Linked DNA regions of Siniperca chuatsi: region 2 is linked to region 1. A link is a contact called in public Hi-C data. All regions are on one chromosome and are shown on one strand. The core of a region is the stretch at or near the end of the contact, and the rest is flanking DNA. Distances in the headings are between cores, read along the strand shown. Region 1 overlaps nbeal1 (neurobeachin-like protein 1). Region 2 holds the start of nbeal1 (neurobeachin-like protein 1).

Region 1 (6,194 bases), core at 2,271-4,770:
AAACTTGGCATATTACATCTGTGTGTGTCTGTTTTATATCTGTGCACAAAACTAACATGAGGAAAAATTAGAGGCAGTCACTCTTCCTTCTTTTAGGCATTTACAGTAAAGAAAAATCACAATTCATATGACCCATTTAAATTTAGACAAGACTTTAATGATCATTTTCCACTTGTGTATACAAAGCAGTTTGTACAGATTAGGGAGCCAAGTTAAAACAATTTGTTACAATTTAGTACCTGGAAAGTGCAAAAGTACATTTCAAATACGCTGAAATAAAAATCATGCTGTACATTATATACTGTATTCATAAATAATCACAGATATACACACATCCATTTGGTGACAGTCACAGAGAATGTTGCTAAGACACAAAATAGTACTTTTTGATTTTGCTTTAAAGTCCTATATATTCTTGGTTCCCGTTGAAACTGTGGAGGTCTAACTTCTGGAATGCTCCTTTCATTTGATTTACGTTAAGGTCGGGGACGATAAGCTTCAGTAATGAGAGAAAGCTAGCTCTATGTTAACACCACACTGGGATAAAGGCACTCCGTTTGTTACAGTCGTGGAACAACTCCAACAGTGGTATTTTGTCTAAATGACAAATGTGGATGAATGAAAAAGAAAAAAAACTGCACTGAAAAACATTTTATGCACCTTTCACATAAATCTCTTAAAGAAAGACACAGATTGGTCTTTGCACTCCACCTTGCTGTGACATTTAAATAAAAACTAAATACAAAATCACTTTTTTGAAAAAAAGAAAAGAAAGAACCACTAGAGCAACCCTGTGTCCAATGCCGAACCCATGACTGAGCCAAAATAATCAAGGGGCTGCCACGGTTCACAGAATCAGAGACACCACATCAACATGTACGATCAAATCAAGAATTTGGCTATAAAAAATAAACATGCATCATTAGCATGTCCTCACACACAAACACACACACACACACACACACACACACACACACACACACACACACACACACACACACAGGTATGGTGCAAAAATATAAATCACATAGTCTCATCCACAGGAGCTTCATACTGTGGCTTTTTTGTGATTCCAATGTTACAGAAATCACATTCATACACACGAACAACACGACTTCCAAGCGACCTAAACAAGGCATGCAAACCTTCTTGATGCTCCATAGAAGAAAAACTCCTCTGAAATCAGTCACTTCACAATGAGCAGGAAGGAGAATGAGATGTAAAAATAATAAAGGATGATAGTTTGAGGCAATGATGAGAGCTGAAGGCAGTTGGGGGGGGGGGAGTTAGGGTACATTTACTGTCCTAGTTAAGCTATAGGAAGACTGGAGGGCTGGCTGAGCAACCAATACGGGACAGAAAAACAGGAAGAAAGCATCGACAGCCACCCAATGAAGGAGCTGTATTGCTGTTAACACTGACATCTCATAAAGCCCTTGAGGATTTCTTCTTTCTCCTTCTTTTACAGGTGTCTGAACAGTCAGAAGAGTTGAAAATATGCCATACTGGTGGCTGTATTCAAAAGACAAAGTGTGATTTAAAAAACTGCTACTTTTACTTATAAATTAACATGGATTCAAGTAACTTAAAAACATTCAATGAAGCACGGAGAGCTAAGTGTTTTTCTCTGTACTGCTGTGATAAATCTTCACACGGAAGCATCTTGTGTTTGAGAATGTAGTGTTTTGTCTGTAGTGAGAATTTGTTTTTTGTTAAATTATATCTTAAATGATATGCCAACATTAAAGACAGACGCTTAAGATGCTATCTGCTGTTGTGTGTAAGATGTTTCTAAAACAAAACAAGTCAGCTATATCCAAGCGTAAAAAAAATAAAAAGATAAAAGACTTCCCCATCACTGTCTGCTACCTAATCTCAAAAATGGACCCAAAATTCCATGCATACGAACAGATGCCAAGTTGCTGGGCACATGCATAAAGAAAACAACAGAAAAACCCAAAGTAAAAACAACAAAGAATCTACAATAAAAAACAAATCAAATCAGACACACACACGCATAAAAACGCATAGGAAAGGCAGAGCGTTTGGTCTTGTGAGTGATAGACAGGTCTTACTGCATAAGGCTGCTGTGTGGCAGCTTTGAGGCAACCAATGAAAAGTCTTGGCCTTCAGAACACAGGCCCGCCTGTCTGCATCCAAGGCAAACTAAGGGGGCAAAAGGCCACTTAACTGAACTATATTTTGAAATAGAGAATGGCAATACACTGCACATGCACACACACACACACACACACACACGAGGAGCAGTTAGCTTACCGATCCTGTCATATTTAAGTCGAGCAGGTCGGAGAATACACAGTGCCTCTGTGAACAGGCTCCTGCTGGAGAAACATGGCTGACCATGTAGTATCATGTAAAAATGATGATGACTAGCTGAGAAGAGAGAAGGCGTGTGGTTTGGGAGGGGTCGTCAGTGGTGGTGTGGTGGTACTGAGGCTGGCGCTACTTCTGGATTTGAACCACAGCGCCAGCGCCATACGGTCAATCCGAAGCAGGAATACACAGTAACAGACACATGGATATGCAGACTTTGTGATGCTCAATGCTTTTAGCACCCCAAAAGCAGCTGCCCACTACCCATTAAACTGTGGAAAGGTGATGGAGGAACTGAAATGAGTCCCTCAGACCTGTTTGGTGATTGACAGGTATGGAGGCGAACTGGATGACAGGAATGCGGGAAGTGCGTGGAGGGGAGGGTTCAGGGCTCTGGGACCGGGATGGGTCAGTTGTGGTCGTGCTAGGTGTTGTACACCGTCTCCCCCGAGGAAATCTGGGTCAGTCTCTTGCTGGAGCCCCACAGCTTCCGCGTGATCTGGCCCGAACGCATCTGAGAAGAGTGGAGGAAGAGGAGGAGGAGGAGGAAGTGGGACGGAGGAGAGTGGGGGAGAGTGGGGAAAGAAAAGCGTGAAGTCAAAGGAAATGGGGGAAAAAAGGAGGAGGGATATGATTCATGAGTGATTGATTTGTTCATTGGAGCTTGATTGACTTGTGAAGCTTGTGAGTCATTAAAGAAAAAAATCAAAGCTTGATTTACTTTGGTGAGTCAATTTGAACAGAAAAGATGAAAAGCAGAAAGGTGCTATGATTCACATCAAACTATTCAGATGGGGACTACCTGTATCAACCTCCGATATCTACACTACTATACCACTTACATTATCAAAACATTAAAGTCTATCTTGGCGCAAGATTATTAGTTTGCATTATTAGATTGTAGCTACATTGTTAATATGGCTTGAGTTTGCAGAAGCGTTAATTAGTATTAAGTTTGATTCACAGCATATTTGTTATAGTCGTAGAGTACACTCAAACACGTGACATAATGACACTTCAGGTAAACAGCAGGGTATGGAGTTTATCCCAGGTCAACGGCCAAATCAAGTCAAACATTGCACAGATGCCAAATATTTTGAAACAAAAAACAAAACAGAATGAGGTAAGCACAACAAGTTGTTTTCATATCACAGTTGTGGTTCTAGTGGCCACAGCGTCTGCTCAGCTGTGTGCTGAAGGAATGTGTTGAATCTGTGTGGCTCAGATGTAAGCATGTGTGTTTGTGTGTGTGTTTGTGTTGGTTTAGTTGCGGAGGAATGAAGCCAAATGACTGAATGTGGGCGACAATCATCCCTGAGAAGGAGAGGTGACTGTGGGTTAAAAGGTCTTTGAGGACATTGAGCCCAAGCATTGCAACACAGGTGATATGTGCAGCATATTCATTTGTGTGTATGAATGTGTGTGTGTCAGATCTACAGCAACGGAAGGGGAGGAAGGGACTAGAGCTGCTTGGGTTTCTGGGAGCTGGAACTGGGGCTGAACACCAGCTGGTCTCGCTGGTGCAGCAGGCGGGTTGGCGAGCGAGCTCGAAGAGGGGCCAGCAGGGGGGAGGCCATGAGCGGCGATCCCTCCAGGCTCTGAGCGATGTAGTTCCTCAGCGAGTTCTTTACCTCTGCCGGTTTGCCCACGCCCACGATGATCAGCTTGCCGTCCTCCAGGCCCACCAGGACGTGGCTCTGCTCCTTGGTGACCGAGACGCTCCGCACCGGCACCCTCATGGCCATGGGCTCCGTACACAGAGACAGACTGCACAGGAGAAACAATTATATATATAATGTCCACATGTCGGCAGACTACTGTTAGACTCAGTTGGCATTTTATTAAAAAAAGGCGGGACAAGGTTCAAAATCTCTGTTAGCAATAACATTATGAAAATTGACATTTTTCAGTGTTTTACAGTTTACCTGTAGAGGTCACGGATGGACAGGTATCCCTGCTCGCTGCCGATGACTACGTACTCCCCTGAAACACACATATCAGTCACCTGCTCCTTCAGAGGCTCACTGCAGAGGTGCTTCCCATTTACAGAGTAAAGATGTAAAGCATTTTTATCCTGGGAAGAGAGAAAAAACAACAACCTGTGAATAATATTTTTGTATATCAACTTAACCTGCTTTATATTTTTCTGTTCAATAATTTCCTACATTTTCAGTGACTTTTTGCTCAGAGTTTACGTTGAAAACTGGCACCATTGTCTGCAGAACTTAGCCGATCAGTGGTCAGGTTTAATGTGGGGAAATTAATACTGGAGAATTCGAACAGGTGGAACGATAAAAATATTCTAAAATTGTCAGTACTGGTTGGTGATACTTTCAGAAAAACACAATAGTAACGAAATAGTCCACAAAACAAATGTTTGTCGTGTATCTTGGAATTTTGCCTTTCACACAACTGTGATCCACTGATTTCCCCATACAGTCCAAAAGTGAGATTCAGCCTACATTTTACCAGATTCTCCTCTTTTCAGTGTGTGTGTGTGTGTGTGTGTGTGTGTGTGAAAAAACTGTGCATGCACCTTGAGTGTTGCTTTGCCCTCGAGGCAGGTGTGGACAAGCAGGTGACCCTCCCAGGACACGGCCAGGTGGAGGATAGTGAGCGGCAGGGAGCTGTCGCACGGCGGCCGCAAGCAACGCATGTACTGACCCCGACGCACCGTGTGGATGATCACTGTCCCATCCTGGGGCACATAGAGTGGAAGCACACATTAAATAACACACACCATTTCATTCATCTACATTGTCATGGTGGTAATTAAAAAAAGTCAAACTAATACATATAAGTTATAACAGTTAAATTTCCCTTGTGACAGCACTCCATTTACCAAACCACCAGTTCTCTACTTTTTATGTTGAGAGATTTTGGACCAAACAATATTCAATTTTAGCCACATGACATTACACAAATACAGCATTGCCAGTGTTTAAATTAATTCCATTACTAACAAAGACAAATCAATAAATAATTTTCTTGAAAAATTTGTTCTTTTCCCAGTTTGGTGATTTGGCCTCCAAGTTTCTAATCAAATAACGTCAAACTTGGATGTAAAGCATAAATTTAATAAAAAGAAAGTTTCAGTCAGCTGTAAAAGTTGGCTGAAAAGTCTCAACATTCATTTAATTTTTCTGTAAAATCACAAACTGATATTGGTGGTGTATATTGTTGGCAGTGCTTCAATTGCAAGATCACTGTCATTTCAAATTAAAAGTAATCAAATGAACACCAAACATTACAGCAACGTTTAAAACCTTACAGATCTCTCTACCTTTAAGACCCAGAATTACACATAGGCCACTGACTTTCAGTCTAAACCCAATTTTCCAGCTCATAAACTCAGCATGTGATTGAATAGTTTTTCAATAAACACACATGATTCGATCTCCAGCAAGGCACCATCATTCTTTCACTCTCAGAGTTAAATCAAATATTTTTGAGACCAACTTACATCAATTTGCAGGATGAGATTAAACACAGCAATAGATACACAATCAGTGGTGAACTCCCAGGAGGAGCAGTCTGGTATGCACTCTTACCCGTGATCCCGACACAGCCATGTCCAGCTCTGTGCTGATACTGACACTGACCACTTCATCCGTGTGTCCATACAACACCTGAACTGGTTTGGGATAGAGACCCACGGGAGCTCCACCCTGCACAACAGAGCAAACAAACAAAACAGACTGATGAGAATGTATCTGTATTCTCCAGTTGGGTGCTGTTAAACCACTGCAGAGGAAGAGGGCGCAATAAGATGACCTAATTAAAAGAGCCCCAATCAAACCTCAACCAATGGAAAACGTCTTCTGTAATTTTTCGTCCCTTCAGTGGAAGCTTCAGTGACA
Region 2 (5,651 bases), core at 584-3,083, 51 kb after region 1:
ATTGGACGCCAGGACGTGCTCATGCTTTATCGCCAAGTGAATTAAATCTAGCCAGCAGCTGACTCAAGGGATGCTGTCTCTACTAGTGTCATTCATTCATCTCGACTGTAAAAACAAAGCAGTATCCTATATGCGCTGCACTGTTCACTGCAGCAGTGCCCCATCCTACCTGACATGACCACATAGCATCCCTACTAGTGTTGTATATATGTTTAGTCTTCAACTATTGGATGTGTGTTTAGAATTAATGGGGATGGTGTTGACTTTCTGATAAATATCAGATATTATTTATTCAGCACCAATATGATGGACGTTCCTGTCCGACCACACTAAGTTACATTGGTTCTCTGTGAATTAATTATTCATTTATACACCTAATGTGTCCCCTACCAATACATCCTTCAGGATCTGCAAGAAATTTCATTAGTCTGGAGTGGTTTTCGAGTCCTATAATGTTTTATATGCTGTTTCAGAGGCTTTTGCATCCTGAAAAGTGTAATACATGGTATAAAAAGATGCTAAACATTGCCACAAAACAATGACAATCAGTGACTTTGGTTTAAAAATGTCTGTCAGCACATGATTTGAAATCCCAAATTGACTTTACTTACTACTGGCCATAGCCTGCCACTACCGATATGCCAAGAAAGAATAACCTCTTTGCAAGGGAGGAAATGCCATCATACTGTCCATTACTTCACCAAATGACATCTCCCTGGCTGTTCAACAGGAGACAAAACAGCCACAGTGGAGAGTGTTGCGTGCACAGGAATACACCTTACCTTAGTGCAGTAGAGCATCCAGACCTCGTACAGTCTCTCCTTGGATGCCATGGTGCCAGTGAGTGGCACCCTCAGCCTGTACTGTGCACCGAGGTCACTTCCCTGGCTGCTTCATGGTTTTCAGTCAAGAGCTAAACCTCTGCTGCTGGCCTTCAATGCTCAACATCATGACTGTCCAATTCTGGCAAGACGTAACACTCCTTCAAAGATGCGACGATGGTAGACGTGTTGTGGCAGAAACTTTCCAAAAATTATTCCATGGCAGAGGAGAGCTGTGCAGTCCCAGAGAGGACTTGGTGCAACTGGGCCTGTGCTTCCACTTCTTCAGCTCTTCTCGAAGAACCAGAAGATAATTCCCAGCAGTGTTTGCGCTATCAATGATAACAACACAGACAATTACATATCACGGAGGCGGATGTTTTGTCACGGCCTAACGAATGGCGAAACTATTTCACTGCTAGCAGCAACAAAATACCTCCAGTAACGTTACTCCCTGTGCACTTTGAGCTGTCCTGCTGGCTCCAAGCGCAGACAGACTGAGGCGAAGGTGGTTTAAACTACCAGGCAAAACACACACCATTAATAATGTTAATGCTCTACAAATAGCTACAAGCAGACTTGCTCGTCCTGGACAGCTATACAACGCCTTCCGTTATCCTCGGCAAACATTACTGTATCAGTCGACCTTACCTGAACAAGCTAGCTAAAAGCTAGCTGTCAAAAAAGCCTATTTCTATTTTTTTTTTTTTTTTTTTGCCTCCCTTTCTCCTCCTCCTCATGTCACAGAAACGCCTCTCGTCCTCCCAAGTCTGTCCGGCTACAGAAGTCTCATATAAAAAAAGAATAAACATATGAGCACCTGATAAAATGTATCGAAACCGTCGAGAAATTGAAGACCACTCACCTGTGTAACGAAAGGACCAACTGTCACTGACGCCGTCTCGAGTTGTTGTAAATGTGTCAAGTTGCCGACAACAATACAGCGTACACAACCAACAGCAACTTCCTGTCGAAGAACGTTTGGGTTGGTTTTCAAAATAAGAGAGCTCACCCTGAAAGAACAACAGAAAAAATAACTGCACAAATGTAGTTATGACAGAAATTTGTGTTTGTTTTTTTCTACTCTTTCTTTTAAGTTAGTTTGATTACAAAGTGTTATACTGTGCTTGAGAATATTTTCAGAAGATATATTTTCTATCATTAAATGCCTGGCATTTTTCTTCCAACTTGAATCAAAGACAAGTAAATTCTTCTACAGGCCTGCAGTATATGTAATGGTAGATAATAATAATAATAATAATAATAATAATAATAAAACTTTATTTATAGAGCACTTCATCAAAACAAAGTACAATGTGCTTCACAACAAGAGAAATAAAATATCACAGTGAATGACGAAATATAAAGAAATAAAATACATAAAATACACAAAATACACAAAAGCAATAAAATAAACAATAAAATAAACAGCCAGTTCAAGTAAAATCAGGATATGCTTTCAGATAAAAATGTGTTTTGAGAAGAGACTTAAACAAAGACACTGACTCAGACAACCTAATTTCTTCGGGCAGGTTGTTCCAGAGCCTCGGGGCCCTGATGGTAAAAGCTCTGTCCCCTTTAGATTTCATCCTGGACTCAGGAACAGACAGAAGACCCCTGCCCGAAGATCTCAAACTACGTGAAGGTTCATAAGGGATTACAAGGTCTAAAATATAGTCTGGAACCAGGCCATGAAGAGCCTTAAAAGTAATCAACAAGATCTTAAAATCAATCCTAAAACAAACAGGGAGCCAATGTAAAGAGGCTAAAACAGGTGTGATGTGATCGTACCTCTTGGTCCTGGTTAACAGCCTAGCAGCTGAGTTTTGTACAGTTTGCAGTTGTGTCAAAGTTTTTTGATTAAGACAAGTGAACAGGCTGTTACAATAATCGAGGCGTGAGGAGGTAAAAGCATGTACAACAGTTTCTGCATCACTAAGATTTAAAATAGATTGGATTTTCGCAATGTTTCTGAGGTGATAAAAACATGATTGGACAAGCTTAGTGATATGTTGCTCAAAACATAAATTGTTATCAAACAGGACACCAAGATTTCTTGCAACAGGCTAGATGTCATCATTAGTCACAGAAGGGTGTGGCAAGAAAATGGCAAAATACTCTGGCCTTAAGGTTGATAATGGTAGCCTATATAAAGTAAATCACTTTTTGTGAAGTTGGTTTTGCTGTAAAAGAATATGCTCATTAATCAAAAGCAAAAACAAAAGAATGCAAGATTACTATTATGGTTTTAATAAACCATACTCAGATGGTAATACTTAGGCTATGTGAAATACTTAACCAGTTGCATGTCATCAACTGTATTCTGTATGGGTTATGCACACAGTATAAGACGAACCTTTAATTTGGTAGGCGAACCGGACACACACACAGCTACTGGCACAAAATTACTACCAACCAAGGTAACATATTCTGGCTTAAACTGCAGTGTCAATACAGTATACGTGTTTCTTTATAGCGTATTTAACTTCTTATGAGGAAAAAAAAACATTAACACGTGTAATATTAATAATAATACTCGGTTTGTTTTTTGAAAAATTGCGACAGTCAATCAACTTTACGTTGCCGATGTGGAGCTACGTGGTTGCTAAGGGCTGGGCTTGGTTGCAGAGCTCCATCGGTTTGTTTTGATGTTGTATTGCCATCTAGTGGAGCAGTAGAGAACTGCTATTTATCACTAGAGTAGTGTGAGTGTGTTTCTGCGACGAAATGTTTTCTTTCAAAGGAAAAACGTGGTTTCAGATATCAAAAATAAAGACATATCAGATGAATATATAGTAATACAATTACTGTAGTAGCCTATTCTAAACGAAATGTGGGCAAAAGCAAAAAATCCTTACTTTTTCTGTTCTGCACCAGGCTAAATAGGCTATTGCATAAACACTTTTTTTTTTTAGGTATTTTTGAAAATGTTAGGCCTTTATTAGTGAAATGGCAGTAGACATCCCAGGAAATGAGAGGAGAGAGAGATGAGGAATGACAAAGATCCTGTAACTAAAAGACCTTTCCACTCTCTCACTCTGCAGTTGCAACAGAGCACCAATCATGAGAAACATCTGCTGATTGGTTTGAAGGCATCAATTCTACCGAGTTTGTAATGTTATTAGTAAAAGTTATGTAAAAAAAATAAATTAAAAAAAAGATGGCGACTGGGCCAGTATTCATAAAATGCCAAAATACATTTTCCTTGTAACCATGGAGACGATGGAACTATTAGGAGAACTATTAAAAGGAAACGTCAGGACGGACAGCCGAGTTGACTTGTTTTGATGATTAAAACTTGACTTAAAATGTATCCGGAGCTGTTGAACTCTTATAGTCAAAGTGTATCTCCTGTGTGAACTAAATTTTCAGATATTCCTTAAAACGCACCATCAGATGCGTGTCATTATGTGTTATGCGTTTCAGCGCAAGACACAAATTGAGCTACAAGTTTAATTGGCTCTAACCTTATAACTGTTGTGTCTAATTAGCACACTTATCAGTTTATCGTCATTCATATCATCATTTAGCTGCACTTATAGGCCTATTAGTAATGTCATAACGCTGAAATATATTTTCGTTCTGAGAATATTTTTGTGGATCTATTATCTATTATATCAATAAAGTCATGTGACTGACCATTAGTTTAGTTTAGTTTATTTGAAACAAGTAAAAATACAATAGTAAAAAAGGAAGTACTAGCGTATAAGACAGTTGTCAGGGTCTCTGTTACTAATTAACTGCAATAAGATGTGCTGATGCAGAATTATGGCTAATTATTTTTGACGGTGGTGAGTCCAGGAAAAAGATACATTTGTAGATGTGGAACTGTGTTATGCAAACATGGCTTAAAATGACTAATTTCTCACTCACAAAACTCAAAAACATATCTAAAAATAAACAATTGCAATAACTTGGTTTGATAAGTATACACCCCCTTTACTGAAGCATCATGACAACTATCTCAGGGATAACTAAATGCCTTCAACATCATTCAATGACCCAATGTCCAACAGCAGTTTACCATGGTCCCTCTGTTTGGAAGTACAGCAGCATGGGCTCCAAAGATCTCCCAAAACAAGTCTGCGACAAAGTTGTGGAAAGATACACATCAGGCGAGGGATATAAAAAGATTTCCAAGGCTTTGAAGATACCTCGAAGCACTGCTAAGGCCATCATTAAAAAGTGGAATGTGTATGACACCACCCAGGCTACCAAAATCAGGGCGTCAACTAGATAACCAGGAGAGAAGACATTTGGTGAGAGGCTACGCGGAATCAAATGGCAACCTTGAAAGACCTACAGGGTTTTATGGCCAACAGATGGCAACATGTGCATCACACAACAATATCAAAGATATTGGACACATCTGGCCTGTATGGGAGGGTGGCAAGAAACAAGCCATTTCTGAAAAAGGAATCTGGAAGCCCATTTGAAGTTTACAGAGAGACACCTTGAGGATCCTCCAACAAACTGGCTGAAAAGTTTGTGGTCTGATGAAACCTAAATAGAACTTTTTGGCATACATGCCAAACGTTATGTCTGGCGAAAAACAGTCAGTATTATCTAATTGAAATATACTGAATGATATAGATTACATTCACGAAGCAAATACCAATCTTTCTATTTCTCTAATAGCTCTTTACAAATTAAAATAAAATCCACACATGACAAAAAATATCAAGGTAGTCTGGCTAACATGTTGGCTAAAAGCTAGCTTGCCTTGCTAACGAAATGACAGAATATTTACAGACTTGAAAAGACTCGAAAGGCAATGTACAGCAACATCAAAATCGCAGTCAGGAAAAAGGGTCAACCCATTAAACTCAG

The links. Hi-C and Micro-C count contacts between places; a contact is called where the count stands out from the background.
Region 2: a contact with region 1 is called in a Hi-C map of liver, with 1.9 times the contacts expected there. The contact joins the promoter of nbeal1 here to the enhancer-like site in region 1. A contact is called at or near these places in 2 of 3 Hi-C or Micro-C datasets (liver and skeletal muscle).

What each region holds. Positions count from the first base shown.
Region 1 is chrLG24:13,505,076-13,511,269 of ASM2008510v1, forward strand. It overlaps nbeal1 (neurobeachin-like protein 1), which reads right to left. Exons shown (of 54, transcript XM_044188169.1): 50 at 5,886-6,002; 51 at 4,871-5,032; 52 at 4,260-4,408; 53 at 3,966-4,101; 54 at 136-2,848. The coding sequence ends at 2,759. LOC122872238 reads left to right here. Exons shown (of 9, transcript XM_044188185.1): 9 at 1-15. Among protein-coding and RNA genes, the nearest start is that of LOC122872238, 8.6 kb to the left of the region's middle. Within about 2 kb of position 3,521, the one cell type or tissue checked has an H3K27ac peak away from gene starts, as active enhancers do. A contact at or near this core is called in liver, where this site is marked.
Region 2 is chrLG24:13,557,281-13,562,931 of ASM2008510v1, forward strand. It overlaps nbeal1 (neurobeachin-like protein 1), which reads right to left and starts at 1,834. Exons shown (of 54, transcript XM_044188169.1): 1 at 1,687-1,834; 2 at 783-1,153. The coding sequence starts at 833.